2 separate regions of the Sus scrofa genome follow, and region 1 is linked to region 2. Evidence: chromatin contacts called from public HiChIP or PLAC-seq data. All regions are on one chromosome and are shown on one strand. The core of a region is the stretch at or near the end of the contact, and the rest is flanking DNA. Distances in the headings are between cores, read along the strand shown. Region 1 overlaps MUC4 (mucin 4, cell surface associated). Region 2 overlaps ZDHHC19 (probable palmitoyltransferase ZDHHC19).

Region 1 (6,834 bases), core at 2,775-5,274, 340 kb after region 2:
GGGCCTGGGACGGGGGAGGATGGAAGATATGGGCAGACTCAAATGAGCAGGATCACCATGCAGAAAGTGGGGGGTCGCCCAGGAGTGTTGAGCTGGGATCCTTGTTTCTTGTCTGAATCTGCCTTCTTTTCTAGGAGTATGAGACGCTCTATGATGAATACAACCAGCTAGTGTGGGAGGTGGAGTATTGGATTAAAATGTTAACAAACACCTGGAACTACAAAGCCAGGTGGACACTAAAGGTCACGTGGGTCCACGCCCCTGCCTATCCTGCCCAGAAGACCCTCAGGGTGAGTGGACCAGTGGGCAGCTCCCTGGGAACCATCTGGAAGTCAGACATCCTAGAATCCTAGGCAGGGGCCACTCTTCTAAAATCCTTTCGGACTCTTACAGAACCTCACACTAGCCCAGAGCACTGGGTATTAGGAGGTTGAAACATAGAACGTGGAATGTCCATAAGTCAAAAATGGCTGGCAATTGGCAATTCTATATGGCTCAACCTAATATTTTTATCCACATATTAGAAACGAGGAGTGCCCTGGTGGCTCAGCAGGTTAAGGATCTGGCATTGTCACTGCTGTGGCTCTGGTTGCTGCCGTGGCACAGGTTCGATCCCTGGTCTGACAACTTTCTGAATGCCAAGGGTACAACCTAAATAAATAAATAGAAATAGAAAGAAAATAGCCAGAAAATATAACTGTGAATCAGGTAGTCAAAATACATATTTTTTTAAAAGAACGAAATGAGGAAGATGATGGTTAGAAAAGTTAAGTGACTTGCTTCAAGGTCACCCAGCTAGCAAATGACAAAGCCAGGCCTGAAACAGAGGTTTTTCTGACTCTGCACTCCAGCTCTTGACCAAAACGCATCCACTGGAAGCAGGCACACCACATGTCCCCCCCTATCTGGGGCCTCACCACCCTGATAGTCACAAAGTTCTTCCTTGTGTCTGGTCTAAAGTCACTCATTTCTTCATTGGCTCAACAAGCTCATTGCTTACCTACTTTGCACAAGCACAGTGCTGGCCCCGGCCTTCAGAGAACCTCCACTCTCACCTGTGTGGTCCTCCACGTCATCCAGGTGGAGGGGACATTTGGACAATATCCTTAAATATCCCTGAGGAAGTTCCTTAGGCCTCCCCCAGCTCTCCAACGTCCGCTGATCACTCAGGTTGCTGAAGCTTTCTCATACAAACCCTCTTCTCACTGAATTCTGGCCTAGAGTCCTTTGGCTCCCTTCCTGGGGAAGAAGTCCCAAAGAAGGCAAATCCACCATGGCAGGTGCTTGGACAGTCAGAGTGAAATCTCTGCATAATTCCAAATTTGCCCATATTTTAAGCCCACACCTTAGCTCTGGGTAGGCCAGGAAACAGTGATATGGGTGTCATGCCCAGGCTGTGTGACAGGTAATGGGACATACCAGATCTCTCACGGGCATCCCTATGCTTGTCTCCAACCAATCCCCAGACCAACACCTACCAGGCCATCCTTTCCACGGATGGGAGCAGGTCCTACGCCTTGTTTCTCTACCAAAGCGGTGGCATGCAGTGGGATGTGACCCAACACCTAGGCAACCCCGTCGTCATGGGCTTCTCCAGGTAGGACAGAGTGGGGCTGTCTGCATTGAGTAGACAGCAGGAGGCGGTGCAAAGCAGGGCTTGCAGCTGCACACGAACTCCATTCCCCAAGGATACGCCAAAATCCTCCCTGCCCATGCTTCTGATTCACGCTGACTCCAGTTCCCACTTCTTGCTGTTTCAAATTAAAAGACCCCTATTCACTCTGCCGTTCTCTTTCCTATCAAGGTCTCCGTGCATGTGATAATAATCCCCAGAGCCTTGACTTCTAGGACTTCCACTGACAGTAGCTGACCTCACTTGACTTTTCAGAGCTTAACAATAACAGCCAACATTTATTATACCAGCACTCAGTATGCATTATTTTGTATATTACAACAACCCCATGAAGGAGATCTATTTTATTACCCATTCTACAGATACAGAAACTGAGGTACAAATAGATAAGTCATTGCCCAAAGTCACAGAGCTGGGATGTGGCAAAGTGGGAAGCTGAACCCAAATATAAGGTTGAAATCTGCCTTCCTGACTTTCGATTGGCTGGAAATTAACCTCTCACCCAAGGCACCAGCAGCGTCTGTCAGTGGCAAAGATGGAGAACAGAGAGATGGATGGGGACGTGGGTTCCCAAGGGAGGAGGTGGCTCAGTCTCTGACACAACAGTTCTCAACCTTGCCATGTGCGCCACTGGCTGTGAAGGTCGCATGTAATTTGTTACTGCTAATTGCTACAAATGTTTTTCTCTTAGAGTGTATTCAGGATTGCGCCTGTAATTACATTGCTTTCACTTGCTTAGTGATGAGCCCTGAAGGAAAAAGAAGTAGAATTATCCGACCAGCTAGGAATTTCACACCATTCTGAGTGCACCCACGGAAGGTGTCACACCCAAGTGCGTCATCTGTCCTGTGTCAGAGAGGAGAAAAGATCAGGAGTGGCTGCTCTGAGGCGTGCACCCTGAGGCTGTGGGCTTTGCTCCTTCCTTCCAGGGGTGGGGGTGGGGCACACCCATTGCCTGGTCCTCACTCAGTGCTGAGGGATTTACCAGTGTTACTGCTTTGAATCTTCACAATACTGTCACCCCTTTGACACAGAGGTGAAAACTAAGAATCAAAGAGGTTAAATTAACTTGCCCATGATCACCAAGCTACTAAGTAGTGGAACTGGGGGTTGAATCCATGACCGAGAGACTGGCTTTTAACCCTCACAGCCAGCTGTGCCCTGCAGCACCCCTTCTCCAATTCCTAGTTGAAGGGAAACTAACAGGAAGGGGGCCTGACCTGTTGTTCTCACACCCCTGTCTCATGACCCGTTTCCTACAGTTCACCATCAGATGTGGAATCAATTAGAGTCTCCTATTCCTGCCCCAAGCCTCCCTTCCCCACTCCTGCTTGGCACCGGGTCTATGATTCTGGCTGGCTGACGAAACGACTGAACAGCTGATAACTAATGACTGGCTGGACTGAGTGGGTGACCAGCTGACTGACCAGCTGTATGAATGAGTAACTTGCTGACTGAGAGGAAAAACTGTGTGACAGTGGCTGAAGATTCTTCCTTTTGCCTACAGTGGAGATGGGTATTTCAAAAACAGCCAACTGACATTGCAGCCAGTGTGGGAGAAGTATCGTCCAGACCAGTTCCTGGATCCCACATCAGGTAAAAGCACCACCTTATCACACTTGAGGGACCCAAGTCCCCTTCTGTCCTCCCCTCCATGTGCCATGACAGTCCCAGAGGGCAGCTCCCTTGCATCTCCACCATCCCAAAGGGTGTTTCCAGCACAACTGACTTCCCATGGTGCAATCCAGATGTGGCACTGCCCAGGGAGTGGTTACCTCCCGTGCCCTCACACAGCACAAAGTCATTTGAGGCTGCTTCTCCTCCCTGGGCGGAGCCAAACACAGGAGAGCTATGAGTGGGGGCCCTGATCCTGGAAGTGAGGACAGGGGCATGGCAGGAGGTGAGGAATGAATGGGCAGCTAGGACAATTCTCCAAGTGTCCTGTCCCAGAACAGTAATGAGACTTCATTCTTCAATGGAATCTACCAAGAGGAGCTCCAGGGGATCTGACATCTATTCAGTCTTCGTTTATTGAGTACCTGCTGGGTGTAGGACACTGTGCTAAGAGCCAGAAGTATGAGAAATGAAAAAGACTATGTTTGCTGTCAAAGAGCTCCCCCTCTGGTAAGAAGGCCAGTACTCTAGGCCCCACGGGCCTCCTCCATGATTTGATTACTGTCCGGTGACCCCTAAAGAAAAGAAATTTCAGTTTCCAAATGTGACAGAACAAAGGATATTCTGGCATTAAAAATCTGCCATGTAAAGTATGAAGCATTAATCCAGTTCTGATTGCTCTGTGGCAACAACTTCTGATAAACAGAAGTTAAGTCAAATCATGGGTGCCATCTTGTGGAGAAAGCTGTCCTATTAGACTAGGGCCCTTCTATCCAGTTTGTGATGTAGGGGGCGCAATAGGATAGTGTGTTTGTGTGTGTGTGTGTGTGTGTGTGTGTGTGTGTGTGTGTGTGTGCATGAGCGTGCATGTAAGGCCCCTCTATCCAGATGCATCTGCTTGTGACGTGGGGATGCAATAGGAGTGTGTGTGTGTGTGTGTGTGTGTGTGTGTGTGTTGGGGGAGAGTATCTGGTGTGTTTCCCCTGATACCAGGCCACAGTGGAGACAATGCACAGATGATCATAAACAATGATTACTCTTTTCCAAACCTCATCAAAACTGTAGTTAGCTTGATACTTTCTTTTACACGGGGTCAGGGTCAAAATCAAATACATTATATCCTATTGTATTTTACTGGACTCTGGAGCCCACACTCAGGGTTTGGCTCTGAGTTGGATTACAGGTGAGGCCCTCCTGCCCAGCACTTGTCTCAAGGTTTCGCTGTAAGATCCAAACTCTTGAGGTTTTGGATGTCACATCAAAGGGCCTTTGGGGAGGCACTACTGCCAGTCTGACTGGGTCCATTCCTAGAAGAGCTGTCCAGGGCAGGGGGAGTGACATACAGAGGGTGCATTTATGAGTTTTGTTTGTTCCCAAAACTAAAGCAGAGCCTGTGGCCCAGGCCCTGAGATCACCCCCTTTTCCTCTGCTCCCCAGGCCTCCGGGGGCTGCAGATCTATAAGCTACACAAGGAAGACAAGCCCAACTATCGTCTCTGGTGCCTGCGGTGGTTGAAGAGACAGTCTCACTGGTCCGGCTGGGGCTGGAACCAGGTCTCCTGCCCCTGCTCCTGGCAGCAGGGACTATGGGACTTAAGATTTCAGCCCATCAACATAGGTGACACCTCCTTCCTGTCTCCTGTGGTGCCCCACTGTCCCTCACAAGCCTGCCCACCCTCCCTTTGGCCTTGCCTGACCCGTCTCTTCCAGGGCACCCTCAGTTCCTCCCCAGAAGCACCCCCTACCGTTGATGCACACACCAAAGGCATCCTGGGCCTGAGTGTGTCTGGCTTGTTGCAGGCTGGTGGGGCATCGTCAACAGGCAGCTGTGCAGCTTCTCCTCCTGGCGTGGGAGTGTGTGCTGCAGCTACGGGCCCTGGGGAGAGCTTCTTGAAGGCTGGAGATTGCAGAGTCCTTGGCAGTTTGGTATGTGTGTCCACAGAGAACTTGAGCCCAGCTTTTCTGGAGCTTTCTGTTCTTCCCTGTCAGAGACCAGCCAGCAGTGAGACCCACAGAAGGAAGGCTCTTGTCCCATTTCCTCCCAGCTACCTTCCCCCTCTGGCCTTCAATTTCCTGATCTGGTAACATGAGGAAATTTCCAACATCCCTTCCAGCTGACACCCTAGGGATTTATGATGGAGTCCCTCTTGTCCCATCTCCACTTCGCCAAAAGCCCCAGCCCAGAGTCGGGCATCTTCTAGGGAAGAAAGGGGCCTGGTCTGGCCCTGTCCATCGGAACCCAGATTAGCAGCTGTGCAGGGGAAGACTTGGAGTTGCCTCCTGCAGAGACCCTCCAAAGCAGCTAGAGAGGACAGCGTTGGGGGGCCAGGGTCATGCGTGTCCTTCTCACCTCCTCCTTGTAATCACAGCCTCCTTAGTCCCCACACCACCAGCCATGCCCTCCTGCTCCCACAGCACTTTGAGACTCAGCACCCCACCCTTCAAGAAAGGAAGGGCCCTGGGAGTTCCCACTGTGGTTCAGTGGTAATGAACCTGACTAGTATCCATGAGGACACAGGTTCAATCCTGGCCTCACTCAGTGGGTTAACAATCTGGTGTTGCTGTAAGCTGTGGTGTAGGTCGCAGACACGACTTGGATCTGGTGTTGCTGTGGCTGTGGTGTAGACCTGCAGCTGCAGCTCCGATTTGACCCCCAGCCTGGGAACCTCTATATGCCGCAGGTGCGGCTCTAAAAAGACAACAACAACGACAACAAAGAAAGAAAGAAAGGAAGGGTCCTGTGCCTGGCCCACTAGGGGCTTTGCTACACATGGCTCCAAATACCCACAAGGGAGACAGTCACTGGTCAATGGCTTCAGGTCATTGAGCAGGGTGGGTTCTGAACTGAGGTGTGCCCGATTCCTAAACCATACCCTTGCCACCGTTTCATCCTGCCAGAACTGCCCAGTGCTACTTCCTGCAGGTTCTCCATCTCCCCCAACACGCTGCTCTTCTTCACAGACCAAGAACTGGAGCCCCAGAACTGGTGCTGCCGCTTCAATGACAAGCCCTCCTTCTGTGCCCTGTATGAGCTAATGCGGCCCCGAATCGGCTGCAGTGGGTACCAGCCCCCGAGGCCTGGTGAGCTGCTGGAGCCTGGCTCCGGGACAGGGCAGAGACAGAGCATCAGGGGAAGGGTAGCCTCTCAGGACCTGACCAAGGCAGCACAAGCTTCCTGGGGCAGGGCTGTGGCCACACGGGAGGATGGAGATGGGTCCAGTGTGTGGAGATGGCAAACGAGAAATTTTATATGTGGCCTTGGGGGAGGGGAGGTGTTGGGGGTGGGAAAATGAAGATGCGGTGGGGCGCCCAAGGGCAGGAGGAATTCTGGGGAGGGGTCTGTGCTCCATGAGCACCTCCCCAGGCTGGAGTCTCCTGAGCAAACATCCTGTCTGGGGCCAGTAAGGAATCCCAGGCCCTTCCCTGGTCCACTCTGCCAATGTGGTATCTCCTCTTTTCCAGCCTGGATGTTTGGGGACCCCCACATCACCACCTTGGATGGTGCCAATTACACCTTCAATGGGCTGGGGGACTTCCTGCTGGTCCGGGCCCAGGACAGAAACTCCTCCTTCCAGCTGCAGGGTCGAA
Region 2 (7,468 bases), core at 4,725-7,224:
GCTCTACTTTATTATCTGTTCTTATGAATGTAATAACTCATTATTCCTTTAAGCAATGAGCAATCAACCTTTTCTATACCTCACGTACCTCTAATAAGTCAAAATTAATTTCTCTAGATTTCAAATTCTGGTCATAAATTTAATCAAACTCTTCTAACCATTTAATTAAAATTGAGCCTAGACTACCAGTTTCTCTGGAATGCTTTAACACCTAGGAGTAGGCACAACTCAACCTATCACAATGATTCGTGTTGCTTTTGGGCAAGGAGGGGACCTCCCAGAATCTGGACTTTTGCTCCCCCAGAGGTCAGCTGCCCTGCATGGAGTCCTGGTTCCTTTAGGTGGAGAAGAGTGGCAAAGATCATGATCTCTGTGACAGGGGAAAGGGACACAGGGGAGCTAGTGGTGGGCAGAGGGGCACCTGGGCCACTTTAGGCCATGACAGACATTTTGGAGCTAAGGCTCTGGAAGGTGCAGTGAGACTCAGCCTGTGCCAGGGAGGAGGTGGGGGGCATGGCTGATGAGTAGAAGGAAGCGGGGAGGAGAACATGAGCAAGAGTGTCCAGGGAAGGACTTGACCTTGACATTGGTGAAGAATTAGCGGCTCAGGAAACTCGGGCCAGATTTCCAGGGCCAAGGGATTTTGGTCATGGAAGTATGATTGGGCCCCATGCAACTGCCTTTCTAGATATTAAAATTCAGTGAAGGTACAATTCTAGAAAAAGTGAGATGTGGGAAAGTAGAGAAGTTGAGGGAGCAGGGGTGGAACTGTCTTTGGAGCAACTTAGGTTGGAAGATCTGAAAGTATATTTGGAAGGAGGCAGCAGGAGGCTGTGGCCTCCGGTGGAGTAAGAGAGGGAGGAGACTAGGGGAGGGGCTACTGGCTGATGGGGGAGGGACCTCAGAAGTGGGCTGGGGGAGGCCTTGGCTTCTCTGTCCTTGGACGCTAGGTGCAGCCCTAGACTGAGCTGGCCAGCTCAGGGAGGGCCTGTGGGGGTGGCCTGCACAGCCCTCTGCTGGATCTGAGCTCCTCTTCTGGTCCTCACCCCCCCTCCAGTGCCGATACCTGCAGGGATACAACCCCTTCGACTACGGCTGTGCCAGCAACTGGTATTTAACAATCTGTGCACCGCTGGGACCCAAGTGAGTTGGCAGACCAGAGGCCTGAGTGCTGGCCCCTGGGGCTGGTGGGGTGGAGTGGAGTTGGGTCATCTCCCTGGCCCCTTAGCACAACTCCCAGCTCCTTGGGTTCTTTGGGGGTTTTCTTCAGGGCTTTGTGGAGCTTCTCCTTCCTTGTCTCTGTGGGTTCTTGCCCTGAGAAATAGATCCCTTGTCTCCATGGACGGGCACTGCGAAAACTGGGCTCAGCTCGCAGCCGGGCCAGCCCCTGGGCCGTGTGCTCTCTAGGCTGAGGGGGCCAGGTCAGGAGGGCCATGACCCCTGGCATCCTGCTTGTTGCTCCCCAGGTACATGGCCGAAGCCGTCTGGCTGCAGAGAGTGGTGGGGCCTGACCAGGTGCCCACCCAGAACCCGCACTTCCCGACGTCCCCCTCGGCGCTCAGTCTCCCAGCCCTCCCTGGGCCTGAGTCTAGCCCCCAGCCCCAATCTCTGGGTCTCTACAAACCAGGGAAGGGTGCCCCCGGGAGTGGTGAGGCCGCAGCCCTGCAGGAGGTGAGGTGTGTGTGTGTGTGTGCGTGTGCAAGTGTGCTTGTGTGTGTTTGGAGACCGTGCCTTCGGATTGTACAGGCATTGGGGGAAGACCTCCAATGAACACTGGGCTGGCCCTGAAGCTGGAGGACTCCGAGCCAGAGGGAGGGGGATTGTAGGTGGAAGGAGCGCTGGCAGTAGAGTCCCAGGCCTCCAGAAAAGACCAGGAGTCCCTGGAGACCCAAAGGACAAAGGCCAAACCACTCACTCACTGGGTGGCCTTGGGCCAGTCACTCACCCTTTCTGGGCCTCAGTTTCCTCTGCTGTTTATGAGGACTGAGTCTAGTCCGGGATTTATAATTGCAGGGGGTGGGGAGGGACGACAGGTTGGATTCCTTTATTTTTTTAATTTTTTTGTCTTTTTGCCATTTCTTTGGGCCGCTCCCTCGGCATATGGAGGTTCCCAGGCTAGGGGTCGAATCGGAGCTGTAGCCACTGGCCTATGCCAGAGCCATAGCAACGCAGGATCCTAGCCGCCTGCAACCTACACCACAGCTCACAGCAACACCGGATCGTTAACCCGCTGAGCAAGGGCAGGGATCGAACCTGCAACCTCATGGTTCCTAGTCAGATTCGTTAACCACTGCGCCACGACGGGAACTCGTGGATTCCTTTATTTAAAGGCAACTTTTGCTCTGAAGCTGTCTAGGAACCATATGGAGGCGGAGCATTAGGAATGAAATGGGGGTGGGTAACCCACAGCCCTCCACCCCCACCCCAGGGCCCCTGCATGGACCTCCCAGGAGGCCAGCCCATTCCTTCTGCTCTGCCTGTTGGGGGGTGACCGCTTGGACAGTTTCTTGCTCCCCAGTGGGTGGGCTGCTGGGCGGTGTTTGGGGAGAGCCCCCACGCCCCCACTCTGTTTAGTTCCACGCAGGCCCGGTGCTGCCCCTGCTGAGGGAGGCCTCCAGACGAGGCTCCGTCCACCTCTCGCCCTTTCGCACGGGGTGATGCCAGGAGCCCCTGAACCCGAACCTCCCCTCCTGAGCCCTTCGTAGAGACCTCTATGGCCTGCCCTTGCCACTCCCCTGGCGGGAGTGCTGAGACCTCGCCCTCCACACTTCCCGAAGCCCATTAAATAGTCTTTGCCTGCCCCCCTAAACTGCCCTGCTGTGCTGTCTGTCCTGGGTGCCAGGGAGTGTGGACGAGGCGGGCTCTGAGCGGCTGCAGGTTGTCAGCCGCCAGAAAGTCCCGGCCTCCACCTCGCCGCACCCGTGTCTGGCTGCAGGGGGCGCCCGCTGCCTGGGAATTCACCAAGCCTAGCCTCGTCCTGCTGTGGGCGCTGGAGCCCCTGGGTCGGTTGGGCGTGGCCCTCAGCCTGGTTCTGGGCCCTCCCCAGCTTCATCCTGGGAGGTGGAGGTGGCGAGAGTGTTCTCCATCACAGCCATTTTTTTTAACTTTAAACGAAATGTTTAATTACTGCACATCTTTCTCTTACAGTCTTAACTCTGCATCTTCCCTGCAAGTGGTCTCACCCTGGGCACGCCCACCGCCCACCCCCGTGGGGGAGTCAGATGCTCCTTCTGGTCCTGTCCCTGGGGTGGGTCCCAGCCGGTGTGACCCTGCAGGACTCTGTGTGTGTGTGTGTGAGAGAGAGACTCTGCAGGACCGTGTGTGTGTGTCCCAGCTGGTGTGACTCTGCAGGACCGTGCGTGTGTGTGTTTGTGTGTGTGTGTGTTGGGGTGCAGGTATTGGGAAGGAACCAAGTGAAACTGTGACTCCTCTAGTGACCAGCGTGTGACCCTGGGAATGGAAATAATGGCACCTCCCAGGAAGCTGCCTGAGGATGAAATGAGGTGGTTCATATAAAACACCAGGGACACAGTGGATGCAGCCACTATGACTGTGATTATTTTCCCCACCTCAACCCAGCATCCCTCCAAGGACCACCTTAGAATCACTTGGGCCCCAGACTGCGGCCCAGAATCTCGGGCTGAGGGGAGGGCAGGAATCTGCATCTGAACTATTAAGTGCCCCCTGGGGTCCTGCCACCCCGAAGTTCCAGAACTGCTGCCTTAGGAAGTGAGGGCTGGCACTGACCCCACTGCTTCCCACCCCCCTTGTATCCAGATGAAGTGGGCGTGGTGAAGGGGAGAGGGAAGGACATCCCCTGCTGGTGTGCAGAGTGGTGGGGGGGCACAGGAGCTCATCTGCCCGAGGTGTCAGCCCAGCCGGGGACATGGCTCCGGTCCTTTCTACGTTGAGTCCCCTTTGAGGCCATCCTTCCCTCTTCCTCTCACCCTGTCTGTGGCAGCCTCAGGCCCAGCCTCACCCACCTCTCTGGCTCTGGCTCTGGCTCTTGGGCTCCTGGCCAGCCTCGTTCAACACAGGGGCTCCAATTCTTTCTGAGTCCCAGCATCTTCCCCCATAACAAGCCCCCTTGGGGTTCAAGCCTTTTCTCAGCTTTCTCAGGATTCACCCTGGGTTCTGGGAGGGGGGCAGGCATACTACAGGCAGCCCAGTTCTGGCTTGGTCGTAGATCGATTCCATGGCCACATTTAAAATCCGTAGGGCCCAAGTTTACAAGCCAAGTGGAAGCAGCCTTGCCTTTCCCTGGCTTCTCAGAAATGGCGATGCTCTCCCCCGATCCAACCCCACCCCTCCCCAGCCCCTGCTCTGGCATGTAGGTTCTGGGTCTCTCAGGTTCTTCCCAGCCTGAGATTTCTAGAGTTTCTTTAGGAAAGCCTCTTGGTTCAGGCTGCTCTGCTCTTCAAGGGGTAGGTGGGACCTGGCTCTTGCTTTGATTCCCCTCAACACTCTCTCACCAAAGCCTTGGGCACCCCTCAGAGACTCTTTCCTGCCAGGCTGGAGGCCTCCCACCACCTTCCCTTTTTTTTTTTTTTTTTTTTGCTTTTTAGGGCTGCACTTGCAGCATATGCAAGTTCCCAGGCGAGGTGTTGAATCAGAGCTGCAGCTGCCAGCCTACACTACAGCCACAGCAATGCGGGACCCCCAACCCACTGAGTGAGGTCAGGGATCAGAACCACATCTTCAGGGATCCTAGTTGGATTCATTTCTGCTGCACCACAATGGGCACTCCCCTACTTCCCTTTCTGCCTCCTCATTTCGGCCCAACCTGCCCTTGATTCCCAGGCACACCCCTCCCAGTCCTTGGTCCCCTGATATGGGAAGGGCTGTTATCAAGGCCTGAAAATGGGGCCAGCTCTCCACACACTCTGGAAGCCCTGCTGTCCCTTGGACAGGAGCCAAGGAGTGACCCCAAACCCTCCAGGGCTCCCAGGTGCCCACATGTCTGGACCTCAGCCGCAGCCCATTCCTGGAACCTGATGGAAGGAGAGGGAGCCTGGAGGAGGCAGCCCCACCCCCACCCCATCCTCTCCAGACCTTTCCTTCTAGAAGGTCGGGATGTGTAGGGTGGGAAGAGCATTGGGCTGGGAGTCAGGTGGCCTGGGTGTCACTCAGCTCTGCTATGAGCTAGTGTGCTGTGGGCTCGAGTCTCTTCCCTTTGCTTGGCCGCAGGTCCCTCGTCTGTAAACAGGTTGACCATCATGGCTAGCTCACAGGTGGCCACATGGCTAGCTTACAGGTGGCCACAGCATCCTAACTCTTTAGAGCTGGAAGCGCCTTAGAGGCCACCTTATTCAGCTGCCCCTCCACCCTCAATTTATAGATTTTTCTCAAGAGAGGGAAGGGATTGCCTAGGATGACACGGTGTCCAAGCCAGCTTTCCTCTCCCATTCCTGCTCTGGGAACCATTTCAGAGGAGGAAGGCCTTGGGCAACCACCATAGGGCCCCCCACCCACCCCCACAGAGCCAGGCCATGCATGTCAGCACAGGCCTGGGGACATGATAAAAAGACAGGCTTAACTCTGACTCCAGCTCTGCTGGGAGCGATAATGCCGCCCTGCTGCCTTGTGCTCAGCCCTGCCCTGCCCTGCCCGCCCCACCCAAGGGGGCCCTGCCAGTGGCTCGAGGATGGGGCAAGGCAGGGGCAGATAGGGCAGAGGAGGTAGCTGCAGCATGGGACCAGGGGCCAGAATGCTAACACCTCCCAGAGCACAGGCCCCACCTTGGCTGACTCTCCTGGGCATGTGGGCACAGCACCCAGCACCCAAGTGATGCTCCAGCGATGCCCACATCTGCCGCTAGTTCCTGCACCCAGAGCGCGGTGGAGGGAAGGGGCCAGGCTGAAGGTTTGCAGGCCCATCCCGGGTAATGAACCTTTACTGAGCCCCACCCAGTGGGGCCTGGGCTCTATGGGTCACACAATCTCCTTTAATCCTCACAATAACCCCCCCCCCCACTGAAGTTGTTATTCTCGTCTTAGAGATGAGGAAACCAGAACTGAGAAAACAAGCCGCTTGCCCGAGGTCACCCTGCTTCTAGGCGACAGAGCCAAAACTTTAACCGTTGTCATGACACTGGGCTTCTTAGGCATTTACAGACGATTTCAGCTGAGGGTGGTGGTGGGCTCTGCAGCCAGCCTGCCTGCCTGGGTTCCTGCTGTCCAGTGAGACAAATCGTCACTTCTCCTTGTGCCCTTCTGAGGATTTGTTATGCAGCGCACGTGGAGAGCTTGGCCCAGTGCTGGCACGTGGCAGGTGCTTAACCAAGGGTTGCATTTGTCCCCATAAGAGGATCCCGGGGATGCCAGGGCCCGAACTCTGGGACCTGCTGGGGCCTTCGGGGTGCCAGTCACTGTGGCCACAGCAGTCCCACTCCTGCGTTTTGGGGTTTCCTGGTGGCTGGGCAGCCAAGGGGCAGGGTGCGTCTTCGGAGGGGCCCTGAGCAGTGGAGTTTCACAGAGACGCAAGCAAGTCTGTGTCCCCCAGGCGAGGGGGCCTGGGGGTGAGGGCTGAGCCTGTTCAAGGGAGCAGCAAGATAACCACCCAACGGCTCTGCCCTCCCACGCGGGTGAGGGAGTTTCCTGTTAAGAAAGCACCTTGTCGCGTCTGTTTCTAGGCCTGGCAGTGTCCCAGGCTAAAAGTAGCCAAAGCTGTGATCATCTGAGCCCTGTGAACTGGCCTTGCTTGGAGCCATCCTCTCTCTGTGGCCTCCCTGTGTGTCCCCGTCTGTCTGCGGCTGTCTCTGCCTCACCTGCTCCCCCCTTTCCTCTCGGTCTCCCCTCTCGCTTGTTCCTCCGCCTCTTCTTCCTCATTGCAGCGTCTTCCATGCTCTGCTTTGCTCACTCGCCCCGGCCCTCTCGGCCCATCCCTCATCACCTTCCCCGGACCACAGCTTCCAGGAACACCAAGTAGACTGTCTGACAGCTTTCAAGTAATAACTTTCAACTGTGATTCTTGGAAGCCCTTGGGCCTGGGCATGGAACCTTCTAGAACTCTGGGCCAGGACAGAGGCAGGGCTGGCACAGGCTGCCTTTGTCTGTCTCTGACCGGGGCTTCCCCCTCTGCGCCAGGCACACGCTTTTCCCCAGCTGCTTCGGGTCGGGACAGTTTTGCTGCTGAAATTGGAAATTCCCACACTGAATATCTAGCTTATTTCTCAGTGAGAAGAGCATCAAGGCACAGATGCTGGGGGAGAGGTTCGGCTGGGCTTGTCTCCAGGGTCAGGTAGCCAAGGAGAGGCCAGGCAGGCTGGGTCCTCAGCCTCCTGCTTCTCGGCCCTTTCCACCCCACGGTGAGGCGCCAGGTGGATCGGAGGCCTGGGCTGGAGCAGGGAGTGCACTCTTTCTTCTCCTGGAGGCCTGGGAACTTGGCTTCCGTGGGCAAAATCACAAAAGTGATGACAATACCAGGACTGGTTTGAATGCTAACTGTGGGCTAAGTGCTGGGCTTTTAT

The links. HiChIP or PLAC-seq counts read pairs in DNA pulled down with a chosen protein or histone mark.
Region 1: an H3K27ac HiChIP or PLAC-seq map of skeletal muscle shows a contact between it and region 2, with 6 times the contacts expected there. The contact joins two enhancer-like sites. A contact is called at or near these places in 2 of 47 Hi-C or Micro-C datasets (both in embryonic fibroblasts) and 1 of 2 datasets of contacts at active chromatin or transcription factors (skeletal muscle).

Annotation. Positions count from the first base shown.
Region 1 is chr13:134,224,662-134,231,495 of Sscrofa11.1, forward strand. It overlaps MUC4 (mucin 4, cell surface associated), which reads left to right. Exons shown (of 25, transcript NM_001206344.1): 6 at 135-290; 7 at 1,467-1,597; 8 at 3,141-3,229; 9 at 4,685-4,864; 10 at 5,047-5,172; 11 at 6,208-6,327; 12 at 6,709-6,834. Among named protein-coding and RNA genes, the nearest start is that of MUC4, 36 kb to the left of the region's middle. Within about 2 kb of position 4,025, at least 12 of the 83 cell types and tissues checked have an H3K27ac peak or open chromatin away from gene starts, as enhancers often do. A contact at or near this core is called in skeletal muscle, where this site is marked.
Region 2 is chr13:133,884,112-133,891,579 of Sscrofa11.1, forward strand. It overlaps ZDHHC19 (probable palmitoyltransferase ZDHHC19), which reads left to right. Exons shown (of 7, transcript XM_021070166.1): 6 at 1,058-1,143; 7 at 1,467-2,091. The coding sequence ends at 1,770. Among named protein-coding and RNA genes, the nearest start is that of ZDHHC19, 15 kb to the left of the region's middle. Within about 2 kb of position 5,975, at least 26 of the 83 cell types and tissues checked have an H3K27ac peak or open chromatin away from gene starts, as enhancers often do. A contact at or near this core is called in skeletal muscle, where this site is marked.